Linked DNA regions of Ovis aries: region 1 is linked to region 2. A link is a contact called in public Hi-C data. All regions are on one chromosome and are shown on one strand. The core of a region is the stretch at or near the end of the contact, and the rest is flanking DNA. Distances in the headings are between cores, read along the strand shown. Region 1 overlaps KLHL6 (kelch like family member 6). Region 2 holds the start of KLHL24 (kelch like family member 24).

What was found. Hi-C and Micro-C count contacts between places; a contact is called where the count stands out from the background.
Region 1: a Hi-C map of hypothalamus shows a contact between it and region 2, with 3 times the contacts expected there. The contact joins the enhancer-like site here to the promoter of KLHL24 in region 2. A contact is called at or near these places in 4 of 16 Hi-C or Micro-C datasets (blood, hypothalamus, muscle and 1 more).

What each region holds. Positions count from the first base shown.
Region 1 is chr1:204,395,803-204,401,852 of ARS-UI_Ramb_v3.0, forward strand. KLHL6 (kelch like family member 6) reads left to right here. Exons shown (of 8, transcript XM_004003107.6): 7 at 926-6,050. The coding sequence ends at 1,227. Among named protein-coding and RNA genes, the nearest start is that of MCF2L2, 46 kb to the right of the region's middle. Within about 2 kb of position 1,254, at least 46 of the 54 cell types and tissues checked have an H3K27ac peak or open chromatin away from gene starts, as enhancers often do. A contact at or near this core is called in hypothalamus, muscle and tail adipose tissue, where this site is marked.
Region 2 is chr1:204,276,568-204,282,303 of ARS-UI_Ramb_v3.0, forward strand. KLHL24 (kelch like family member 24) reads right to left here and starts at 3,169. Exons shown (of 9, transcript XM_042233885.2): 1 at 3,033-3,169; 2 at 2,442-2,532.

The DNA.
Region 1 (6,050 bases), core at 4-2,503, 120 kb after region 2:
GGGCTCTAAAAGGTTGCATTTAGCAGGAAGGAGAGCCTGACCAGCCAGACCACAGTGGGCATGTAATTGTTAAGGATGATAGATCTCAACCCTGACTACTCATTATGGAGTTTTTTACAAAAACATGGGTACCTGGGGCTTGTCCAGACCAATGTCAGAATGAGGAGGATACTGGCCACAGTGCCAGGTGTTTTTAACGTGAAGGTGATTTTAAAGTACAGCCAGGGTTGAGAACTACTGATTAAGGAAATAACAAAAATAAATAACTTCAGCAAGTAAGCGCTAACCAGAGAAGGCTTCCTGAATGCAAAATATGGGAACAGATTAAGGCAAAAATCCCTTTTCTCCCTTGCTTCAGGTTTCCTGTGCTTTTCTGGTCAGACTCATGACTCTGCCTCAAAGGTCTGATCTCAAGATGGGTTACTAGAGCTGGTGTTCCCCGTCATGCTCAGTTTAGAGATGCCCCCACTTTTAGTCACTGTCATGTATATCAATACTTCTATGTACCAGGCTTTCCGCCAGGTGCTTTATGTGCCTGATCCCTCTGTTTTCTCATAACCACCATGGTCTTGGTGTTCCTGGTTACAGATCCCGAAGTGGCAGAGCCGGGTTTATGCGCCAGGCCTGCCTGATGCACCACCTGGTATTTCCTCCAGGAAGCAGTCTTAGGGTACATTTTAGCAGTCACGGGAAGTCAGGCGTCCTTTAGAACCTGATTAGCACCCGGCTGCAAAGTTTCAAGGGCTGTGACCTATTTCCAGCATGAGACTTCCCGCCCCTAGTTACCCATTCTGGCTTTCTTGAGAGCCATGGATTTGCTTTCTTTTGGCAAGGTGGTAGACTTGACCTAACCAGTAGTAGTTTAGTAGTTAATGGGGAAGAAAACCAGAAAAACAGTGAAACGCTCACGGTGTTTCCTCTTCAGGAGGGGCCATGAGAGCGCTGTACGCCTACAGCCCCCTGGAGGACAGCTGGTGCCTGGTGACCCAGCTCAGCCACGAGAGGGCCAGCTGCGGCATCGCGCCCTGCAACAACCGGCTCTACATCACTGGGGGGCGAGACGAGAAGAACGAGGTCATCGCCACGGTGCTGTGCTGGGACCCCGAGGCCCAGAAACTGACGGAGGAATGCGTCCTGCCCCGGGGAGTGTCCCACCATGGCAGCGTCACCATCAGGAAGTCGTACACCCATATTCGGAGGATCGTGCCTGGAGCTGTGTCGGTCTGATCCCGGGTGCGCCGAGGGCGGAGTCACGCGGAGAGCCCGCCTCCCTCAGCCCTGCCCCTCGATCCTGCTTCGGACACCAGCGGGGCTGGACCGGAGGCTCACCGCGGCGCCCCCTGGAGGCTCCTCGGAAGTCACAGCTTTGGGACACGCGACCAGCCAGGAATGTTTGCGAGACCTACCTCAGGAGGAAAGAAGAGTACTTAACATGGAGAAGGAAATGGCAACCCACTCCAGTACTCTTGCCTGGAAAATTCCATGGACGAAGGAGCCTAGTCCATGGGGTTGCAAAGAGTCGGACACGACTGAGCGACTTCACTTAACATGTAAGATACACCTGCCCCTGCCAGGTTCTATACCAGGCGCTTTTGTACACCAATGCTTTTTACTGTCCTAATGACCTGATTACTGGATATTAAAACTCCCATTTGACAGGTGAGGAAACTGAGCTTAAGAGAGGCTAAGTGCTTGGCCTAGGTCAGTCAGATTCTAAGTAGCTAAACCAGTAGTTTAAACCCAGGTCTTTCCATCTCGAAGTCAGCGTAGGTTCTGTCTGGCCGTCTATCCCAGAGCAGGAAAACACAAAGCGAAACAGCTCATCTTTTGGTCTGACAGGTTAGCTGGAGGATTCACTCAGCAAAGCAGGGGAAAAAGGGTTTTTTCTTCTTCTTTCTTCTTCTTTTCCTTATATTTAAACCACATGGGATCTTTGGTGTGGTAACCTTGGGCCTGTTGTCAAGAGTGTATCATAGGTTGTTCCATCTGACAGTTCTGGGGAGATGGGTCTGGGAAGACCTGCTTGCTCTGGAACATATAAAAAACTTTTGTCTTCCTCATCAAAAACCTCTATCTTTTATGATCACAGGAGGCCCACTGTAGCCTGGAACTGTCACTGCCGGACAGAATTGTACCTTCAGCACAGCCCAGTGCCCTAGCCTTTTAATGTCCAACAGTTGTATTAAAATGTAGAAAAGATTTTTCCAGAGAGTCAGAATACTGTTTTGTTTCTTGTTTGTTTGTTTTATGTAAACATTCTTACACTGCTGGCCTCTGAGGAAGGACTGGCTCTTCTTGACAGTATACATTCTAATTTTTAGACAGTGATTTGGGTCCATGTCCCTGTGACTCCACCTGCTTGGAAGCTTCATTTTCAGGATCCTTTTAATCCCTCCTATTTGGTTTTTGGATCAGGTTGGCGCAGTTTTGACTTAAAGAACAGAGTCTGTTCTTTACTGTCAGAGATAGAGCTTTCAAATGAGCTCACTGGAAATTCATTCTAATCCCGGAGTTGGGGAAACAGATTAAGATATCCTATTTCAGATGCTGTACTTAAAAAGCAACAATAATGGTAACAACATAGTAACTACATTACCTAATGCCCTTTATTTTCATCATATGATTTCAAATCTCTTTATAGAGTTTTATTTCATGTCAGATGTGCCATTTTGTGCTTGTACATCAGCAGTTTGGGAAGACAGAGGTATTAGAGTTGATAGTGAATTTAACTTTCATAGAAAAGTTTGGTTAGAAGAAGCTACAGCTCAAAGCAGATAAAACAGACTCGGAAAATTACAACTGAAAATTCTATTTATGCATAGATCATTGAGGATAAATATAAATGCATGTTGATGTCTGAGAAGCTCTGTGTCTTAGAGTCAGGTCTGACACTTTAGCTCCCTGCTGTGAAAGTTGAGGTGGGAAAATACAAACATATTTGTGGAAATTTAGAACGCATACCTCATTTACCCATGAATACTGATAACCTTAATGAAGCTCTCAACTGAAACCATTTAAACTACTTCAATTCAGCAAACATTCCTGAAATTGTTATGTTTGGCAAGCCTTGGGGACTCCAAAAAGCAAGACAAATTTCCACTCTAGAAACATTCAATAAGCAGGTAAATGGGCCACTTGTCAATATTATAATTTTTCTTTTCATCAAGCTAGAGAAAAGGAGATGTACATGAAGTTATGAGGTTGCATTCAGGTCTTTCTTGCCTGTCCAAGTGATCTCCTTGGGAAGCTGTGCTCTTAGATCAATGATGCAGCCATTGTTTACATGTTTGTCTTTCCTTGGGATTACCTTCAGAAACCACTTATGAGCTCTGGGAGGAATCAGTTGTATTTCAAAGACAATTTCAGGAAGAAATTTCAAAGTTCAATGACAGCATCATGGGCAACACAGAGAGCCTCCCCTCAGAAAGAATGTGTTCCTTGTCCTGGTTGTGCTTTGATGAGAGCAATTGGCAAATTTTGAGCCCAAATTTTCAACAGGTCAAACTTATGCTGGGAAACTGAGGATTTAGGATCTCTGTGTTATAAACCTGGCTGTCAATAATGGGTTGGCAGACAGATACACCTACTAAGAAGATCCGGATTTCCACACTTGAAGCTGTCAGTCTGTAACTTTTAGGGATATAAAAAAAGTTCAGGTCATTTTGGGGAAACTCTGTATCATCAGGATTTAAATTTCTAGGCCCTTGCTAGGGATGGAAGCTCTTAAAATCTAATTTCCGTTCTTAGATGAAAAAACAAAAACCTAGTTCACAGGAAATTAACTGTCATAAGCCATACTGCCAGCAGGGGGACGAGGCAGGTTGGTGCTAGGTGAGTCAGACACAGAAGGCCCTAGGATTCAGACAGAATGTCCTGGCACAGCCTACTGGATCTTGAGTCAGGTCCCATGAGTGGATAGAGAACCCTTGACTGGAAGGAGGAGGATGAGGTAGGAGGAGGAGGAAGTCAGGTTTGGACACAAGTCTAGAAAATGATGCCAGGGGCCCTGGAGTTTGGGAGCATGACTCCATTCTCAAGAAGGGGGAGAGGAGCATAAGGAACCCACTGCTTAGAAGTGAGGCAAAGTTAGAGCAGGACTAGCAGTAAGACCTGTTTGCTGTGGGGCCTCTGGGCTGCTTGGCTAGGTCTCTTTATCTTGCTGGACCAAGAGAGAGAGGCCTAGAGGCTCTGATGAGGTAGAATCTGTCAGAGAGGTTAAAGGGCCCCAATTGCCAAGGCTGATCTGAAATGGGTAGGGAGCTAAGCTCACCCAAACATCAACAGATTAATATTCTCTTCTTAGCTTTCATCACATTCTACATGCATTGGCCTCAGGAAACACCCACACCCACACACACACAGAGCTCTTGAACTCAAAGAAGCTGTGCTCTCAGGGAAGTGCAAATATTTTGCTTATAGCTGTGAAAATAGAGCTTTGCTATTTATGAAAGTCCTTGAGGTACTGTTATTTACTTATCCTACTTGATTTTGAAAAAGAAAAATACTCAGTAAAATTTTCAAAGTGGGTAAACACCGCTGGAATTTCTTATGTAAAGTCCTAACTTGGGATTGCAAAAGCCTTTTTCTCCTTCGTATCTGATCTGGGTGTTGTATGAGATCTCCTCATTTGAGGAGTCAACTTTCATGGAAATCTGTAAATATCTCAAACATGGCTACTACAAAACTAATTTTGACAGGTCAGATTTTCATATTTTTAGATAAAAATATTAACAAAATCCTTAGTTAACCAAATCCTTCAAGCATTTTGGTTACATGAAGTTGTATTTTTTTTTTTAAGTGATCAAACTAAAGATACCATTTATGGGTAAAAATCAAATAAAGTTTTTATTTATTCAGTATGTATGGAGTGTGAATGGAGTAAATAAGAATATTTTATATACAATTACTAGCTGAATTGTTTTTTTTGTTGTTGATATGAATAAGCGGTATCTGAATAGAAATTAATTTAGGAGGGGAAATTTGGAATATTTCAGTTGATTCCAGGGGGCTTAGATAAACTCACATGCTAAAATTAATCAGATTTGGTTTACAGAATGGCAAAAGTAGACAGCTTTTCCCTCCCTAGTGCCTCATTGCCTCTGGGAGCCAGTGTTTACCAATCTGTGTGAGTTTACAAACTGTGTGACTCTCATCCTGTCTGACTTGAAGCCTTCCTGCAGGAGGCCTCCCTCTAGGTTTCTGGTCTAACTTCTCAGCCCTGCCTCCACCAATATCTCTGTGTAGTCTCCGTAGCTTTAACCAACCTTTGTGCTTCTCAAAAATGAGAACGTGAAACTGGGAATATGAACCAGAGAGCTGTGACTCTCGAGCACTGGAAAACTTGTCATCATTTAGTTTCTTTTGGATTTCAATACAAAGATGCTATGCAATTGGAAAGGAAAACCTAGGGCTTTAAAGAAATGTGCAGCCACATGAATGGCATTAGATCATTCTTTCTGAGCCTCCTTAGAGACAGAAGTTCTCACTTCTCAGTCTTATGGATTCTGAGTGGAAAACCTTGGGAAACACAGTCCCATTCCATGGGTTGTACGTGTTCTGGAGTCAATCCTGGGCCATGGATCCAAGAGAGTTCACCAGCTGAAAGTCAAAATGGGGTTTTGACCATAACTTCACCACCGAACCTTCCAATTTTTCTACTGATCTAATTGGTAATCTGATGCCTGGGCAGCTTGGCCAGGGCCTGGCATCTGCCCAGCTCTCTTTGCCTTGTCTTTATGCTCCTGGTGCTCTGCTGGTATGTGACCTCCGATGGACCAGCCTCCTTTTCACTGGAGATGTGGGCTTTATGTAGGATCTCAGTCCCCATCCCCTCTTCCAGTGGGCTCATGCCACATCTTCTCTTTCTGTATGCTGTCACATTCAGGACTCTTGGTGATGGGGACTAATTTGGGTCAGGTCTCGCCCACCCCCAGACTGCCCAGGCTGCCTGATTACTAATCACTCTGGTTTTCACTCCCACATTTGTTTCTGATACCTGGGGATTTTCCTTTTCTTCTTACCTGCTCAGATTTCTCCTTTGTTATTGATTC
Region 2 (5,736 bases), core at 1,919-4,418:
CAGAAGTATGTTTTAGAAAGCACTGAGTAAAGAGCAAAGCCTAATGACTTTTAGACATCAACTTAGTAGACTTTAAGATGTGCCAAATGCTAAAAAATGGTAGCCCTTAGGTGATAAATTTAGGCAGAGTAACAAACCCTTTACTTTAAAAAAATCTAGCTTTGCTAGTGTTCTTAACAGGAGAAAGAATAAAGGTTTCAAATTGTCAACAACTGTCAAGTGGCCATATACTTACTGTTTCAGTCAAAACAGAAATAGAATCATATAAAATATATATGCTTATATATTTCATATACTTATGAGAATATACTAGAATATTTTATTTATTACATTTTTATACAGTTTATACCTAAATATTTATTGAAAAAGGATGTCCCAAATTCCTAGGTAAGAAAAAAGTATATACAAAAATAACTGCAGTCCCTCATTTAATAAATAGTATTTTTTGTTTTTCACGGGCTTGACCTTTGGGTTTTAAGTAAATGGCAGAAAAAACAAGGAAGCTAAAACAATGTTTTTTGAAAAGGCATTACATAGTTTTAGCAACTTGGACAAAGGCCAATAAAGTTTAAATTAAAGCTGATAGTAAGCTCCAGCTCAGAATATTATTTCTTCTTCCTGTTTAGAGACTAAGTCACAGGCTTTGTCTGGAGAAGGCGGCTTACGAGTGGTGGTTTTATTTTTTATACAGGTTAGAGGTTTGCATCTTGTACTTATTTAGAAATGTTAAATGCCTTCAATGCACAAGCGATGAGGCAGTTCAGGATCACAGAGGCTGCTCCTTTTGGTGTAGTCATTCCAACTTGAATTTTAAAAATAAATTAAGAATGCATAACCAAGGAGAACTATTCAAATGCAATTCTTTCTTCACCCAAGGAGCTCAATCTACTTTCTACAGAAATGTACTTTCTTGGGTGAATTCCTACAGATTTATAGGAAAAAAAAAAACCTGATAAAACCCTAGTATCCTATTAAATCAGATTAGGAAAACCGCATCTTCAACACACTGTGGCTAAAACAATTGTTTTTGTAGATTTTATAACTGTCATCATATAAGAGTCAGCTATGATGTTTGTTTCCGCAAACAACTCATCTAAACACGGATACAGAATTCACTTTCTGGAGGGGGTGGTGGGAGGATATCATCAAGCTATCTTTTTTTCAAATTTTAAACTCTCTATTTTGTACTGGGGTACAGACGATAGACAAAAAGTTGTGGTAGTTTCAGGTGAACAGAGAAAGGACTCAGCCATACAAAGCTATCTTTTTAAAAAAACAGAATTCTAATTTCACATTTTAGGTGACAGGAGGCAGATTTTTAATCTATTTCCCGTACTTAACAAAAACCAGCCTCGCTAGTGGGCCTAAACGGTCTTAGCTGCAAATACTAAGACACGATTTTTAAAAAGCTATTCAAGAGAGCAAATGATTAATCATTAAACTCCACTAAAATTAACTGAAGAAGAGTCAATCTGCCTTAGGGGTTGACTGTGAGGCACTCTAAAACGTGGGGTTAGGGTGCTGTGAAAGTCGTTCAGCCGTGCTGGACTCTTTGAGACCCCATGGACTGTAGCCTGCCAGGCCTCAGGCCTGAATACTGGAATGGGCAGCCGGTCCCTTCTCCAGGGGATCTTCCCAACCCAAGAATCGAATCCAGGTCTCCCGCGTTGCAGGCGGATTCCTTACGGTCTGAGCCACCAGGGAAGCGCCATTTACACCTAGTTTGCAGAACAGGGAAACACTAATTCGCCTGAGGGCTCTTTCCACCATCTGGGCGGACTAGGGGACCGAGTTAAAGGTTAATTATCCGGTCCTCCGCGGGCCCCAGAACTGCCTACAAGCTCAGACAGAAGCCGGGGCGGCCACCCAACTACGGCGGGGCAGCTGGTGCTCGCGCCAGTAGGCTCCGGCGCGGAAGCGCGCGCCGCCGGCGGCTCCGCTCGGGCCTCAGCCGCCGAAGAAGCAAGCGCGCGCTCCCGCGTGTCCTCCAGATCACCTTCAGCGGGGCGGGGAATAACGGCCTGGGCACGTCCACCCAGCGACAAGACACCCGCCAATAAACACACGGAAGCCGCCCCATAGTCCCGCCCTCAAGCACCCGCAGGGCCCCAATCCTCGCGGCCTTAACAGTCTGCTCCGAGAGTCCAGAGCCTGGGGGCGGGGCCGTTACGAACTAAATTAAGAAACCAAAGCCTGGAGTGGTGGGAAGGAGGCGAGGTTAGGCGGGGACTCCCGTCAGCGGCTCCCCCACTCCCCCGCCTGCCTCGGCTCCCGCCGGGCTGTCGTTCCAGGGCCCGGATCCCGGCGCGGGCCTCGCGGCAAGCAGTGGTAAACAAAGGCTCCCGGGCCGTGGGGGCGGGGGTAACGGTCAGGTGACGGCGCCGAGCACGTTTCGCAACCGCTTTAATAGGACTTCTCTGGCCCCCAGCCCTGGGACCCACCTTGACCCCGTCAGTCCTCCCAGTCTGGAACAAACTGTCGCCCCCACCAAACGCGAAGTCTTGATTTCAGAATCTGCATTCTCAGCGCTTCCTTCGGTTAAAGAAGAGCAGCGCTCCGTTCGAAGCCCATCCTCAACATGCGAGACCCCTCTCCCCTGGTCCTGTCCGCCAGCTGCTCCTAGTCCCGCAGGCGGCGGGGTGACTGACCCGCACCTGCTACCCCCCGCCCCAGAGGCCATGCCCCTCCCAACCCGCCCCCGGCGGGCGCGCCAGCAGCGTCGCGGTTCCGGGGCGGTAATGCCAGCCTTTCAGTGCTCTTCCTTTCAGAATGTCGTTACGGAACCGGGGCTGACGACCCCCAGGAGATTCCCAGAGAGCACCCCCCCCCCCCGCCCTCGCCCCAGAGAAGGGCCCTGCAGTCCCAGCCGCGATCTCTCCTCAGACCCTCCTTCTCTGGCTTCGAGAGGCCGGCGGCCGTTGGCTTCCCTCTTGCAGACACCCCCGTAGGCATGACCTGGGCCGTCCCTCCGCCCCCGGCTCTGGCCGGTTCCTCGCCTTTCGGTCAGTCCCGGATCTGTCATCCCCGGGTACCTCTCGGCGAAGGCTGGAAGAGGCCAGCAGCAGTGGCCAACAGCGGCGGCCCCCGCGGTCCCTTAGCAGCCGGCGGCGCAGCACCCTCTCCAACGCCGGCGTCTCCTGGAGCCACCAGCCCTTCCACAGCTCACAACAAAGGAAACATGTGACCGCCCAGGCCAAAACACTGAGCGTCACGCACCTCTGGCCAATCCGAGGGGGCGCCCCCGTCCCGGGGCACCCTGGGAGTTGTAGTCCCCGTTCCGGGGTGGCCGCTCGGCTTCTAGGATTTCCTACTATAGTTCGGGTGTCGGGTACGAGGCTTAACAAGATCCGATCCGAGGGCTGCTGATTCAGAAACAGTTTTAGGTAGATATAGGTTAAGGAAATACATACGTCTTAGGAGACTTGTGGGAAACTCAGTCAGGTATTTATTGCCACGTCCCAAGGCAAAAGCTCATAACCAAGAATGTTCAGAACCCTAAATTTTGAGGGACTAGGCTCAGAGATCTTTTCATTTGACCCTTTGGTATACAATCGGGAAATATGAGGACCTGAGAAGTGAAAGGGACTAGAACCCCCGTAGCTAGACATAGCAGGGAAACCAGATTTCTCTTTAAATCTGTTACTGGCCCCTGTGTCATCCTGGGAGGTTGTTGTTTAGTCTTTAAGTTATGTTTGACTCTGCGACCTCATGGACAGCAGCATCCCAGGCTTTGTCCTCCACTATCTCTCCGGAGTTTGCTCAAATTCATGTCCATTGAGTTGGTAATGCTATCAAACCATCTTATCCTCTGCTGCCCTCTTCTCCTTTTGCCTTCAGTCTTTCAAGGCATAGGGTCTTTTCCAGTGAGTCTGCTCTTCCCAACAGGTGGTCAAAGTATTGGAGCTTCAGCATCAGTCCTTTCAATGAATATTCAGGATTGATTTCCTTTATGATTGGTTTGATTTCCTTGCTGTCCAAGGGACTCTTCTCCAGCACCACAATTTCAGCACCACCATCAAAAAACCTGATGCTGGGAAAGACTGAGGGCAGGAGGAGAAGGGGGCAACAGAGGATGAGATCATTGGATGGCATCATTGACTCAATGGACATAAGTTTGAGCAAACTCTGGGAGATAGTGAAGGACAGGGAAGCCTGGCCTGCTGCAGTCCATGGGGGTCGCAAAGAGCCAGACACGACTGAGTGACTAAACAACAACAATAGCCTTCTTTATGCTCCAGCGTTCACGTTGTGTAGATGACTACTGGAAAAACCATAGCTTTGACTATACTGACCTTTGTTGGCAAAGATTACATTTTTATTTTAAACTCATGTGCAAATCAAAGTTATCACAAATCCCTGTTTTCTAAAGCAGGTGCTCCAAAAGACATTATTTTCTCTTTTTGTTTCTGCAGGTTTTTTTTTTTTCCAAATTTTTGAACATTTAACTAGTTTTTGGTTTCTGATATCAGAATTACAACTTCTCTCTCTCCCTAAGGGCTTCCCTGATGGCTCAGTTGGTAAAGAGTCTGCCTGCAATTCAGGAGATCCGGTTTGATTCCTGTGTCAGGAAGATCCGCTGGAGAAGGGATAGGCTACCCACTCCAGTACTCTTGGGCTTCCCTTGCAGCTCAGATGGTCAAGAATCCTCCTGCAGTGCAGGAGACCTGGGTTTGATCCCTGGGTTGGGAAGATCCCCTGGAGAAGGGAACAGCTACCCACTCCAGTATTCTGGCCTGGAGAATTCCATTGACTATAGTCCTTGGGGTTGCAAAGAGACGGACAGGACAAAGCAATTTTCACTTTCTTTCTCTTCCTTCTTTAGGAATAAAGTCAAGCCTTTATGAAATAAGGGACATGCATCTTCCAGTGATTGGAGGTGTAAATATTGGTAATATAGAAGGCTTGTATCCAGGCCTTTTAAACATTATTTTTAGTCCTCTTTTCCATCTGTTATTAAAAATGAAATTACCTAGCATTTATTGGGTTTCCTTCTAAGCTGCATTTAGGGTTCTTCTTGATGTACCTTGAGGCCCCACTTCACAGCCTGAACACCAGCCTCAGTGAACTTCCCATAGGACTCTTGCCCAAAGAGCTCTTGCTGTCTGTCTCCAGACCATTCCCATCTGTATCCTGCTCCCTAGGCCTCTTATACTCTCTCCTCTCTTTCACTCCCTTTACTAGGCTAGCTCCTGCTTTTCCTCCCAGGAGTTAGCGTGTGGGTTCTCTCTCTTGGAAACCCTGCATTCCTCCTCATTGCTCTTTGGGATAAATATCTCCCCTTGTCTTCCCACAGCCGCTGGTCCTTACTTCCTTCCCAGCAATTATCATACTGATTGTTTGACATCACCCTAATGCAGGAGTTAGGGGCTCTCGTTCTCTGTGCACCTGAAAATCTGTGTACTGCTTATAGTCAGCCCTCCACACAGCTCTGTTATCCGTATCCCTGCTTACATATCCACAGATTCAACCAACCCTGGATGGTGTTGTACTGCAGTATTTACCACTGCAAAAAAAAACAAAAAAAAACAAAAAAAAACTGCATATAAATGGATCTATGCAATTCAAACCCTTGTTGTTTAAGGGTCAACTATATTTACATGCCTTTCCCAACTGAGTACTCTCTCAAATTCCTGAAGTCAGGGATGATGGCTTATTCATTTTCTGTTGTAGTATACCTAGTGTCAGACTTTATTTTTTGGACCAACCTAGATAGCATATTCAAAAGCAGAGACATTA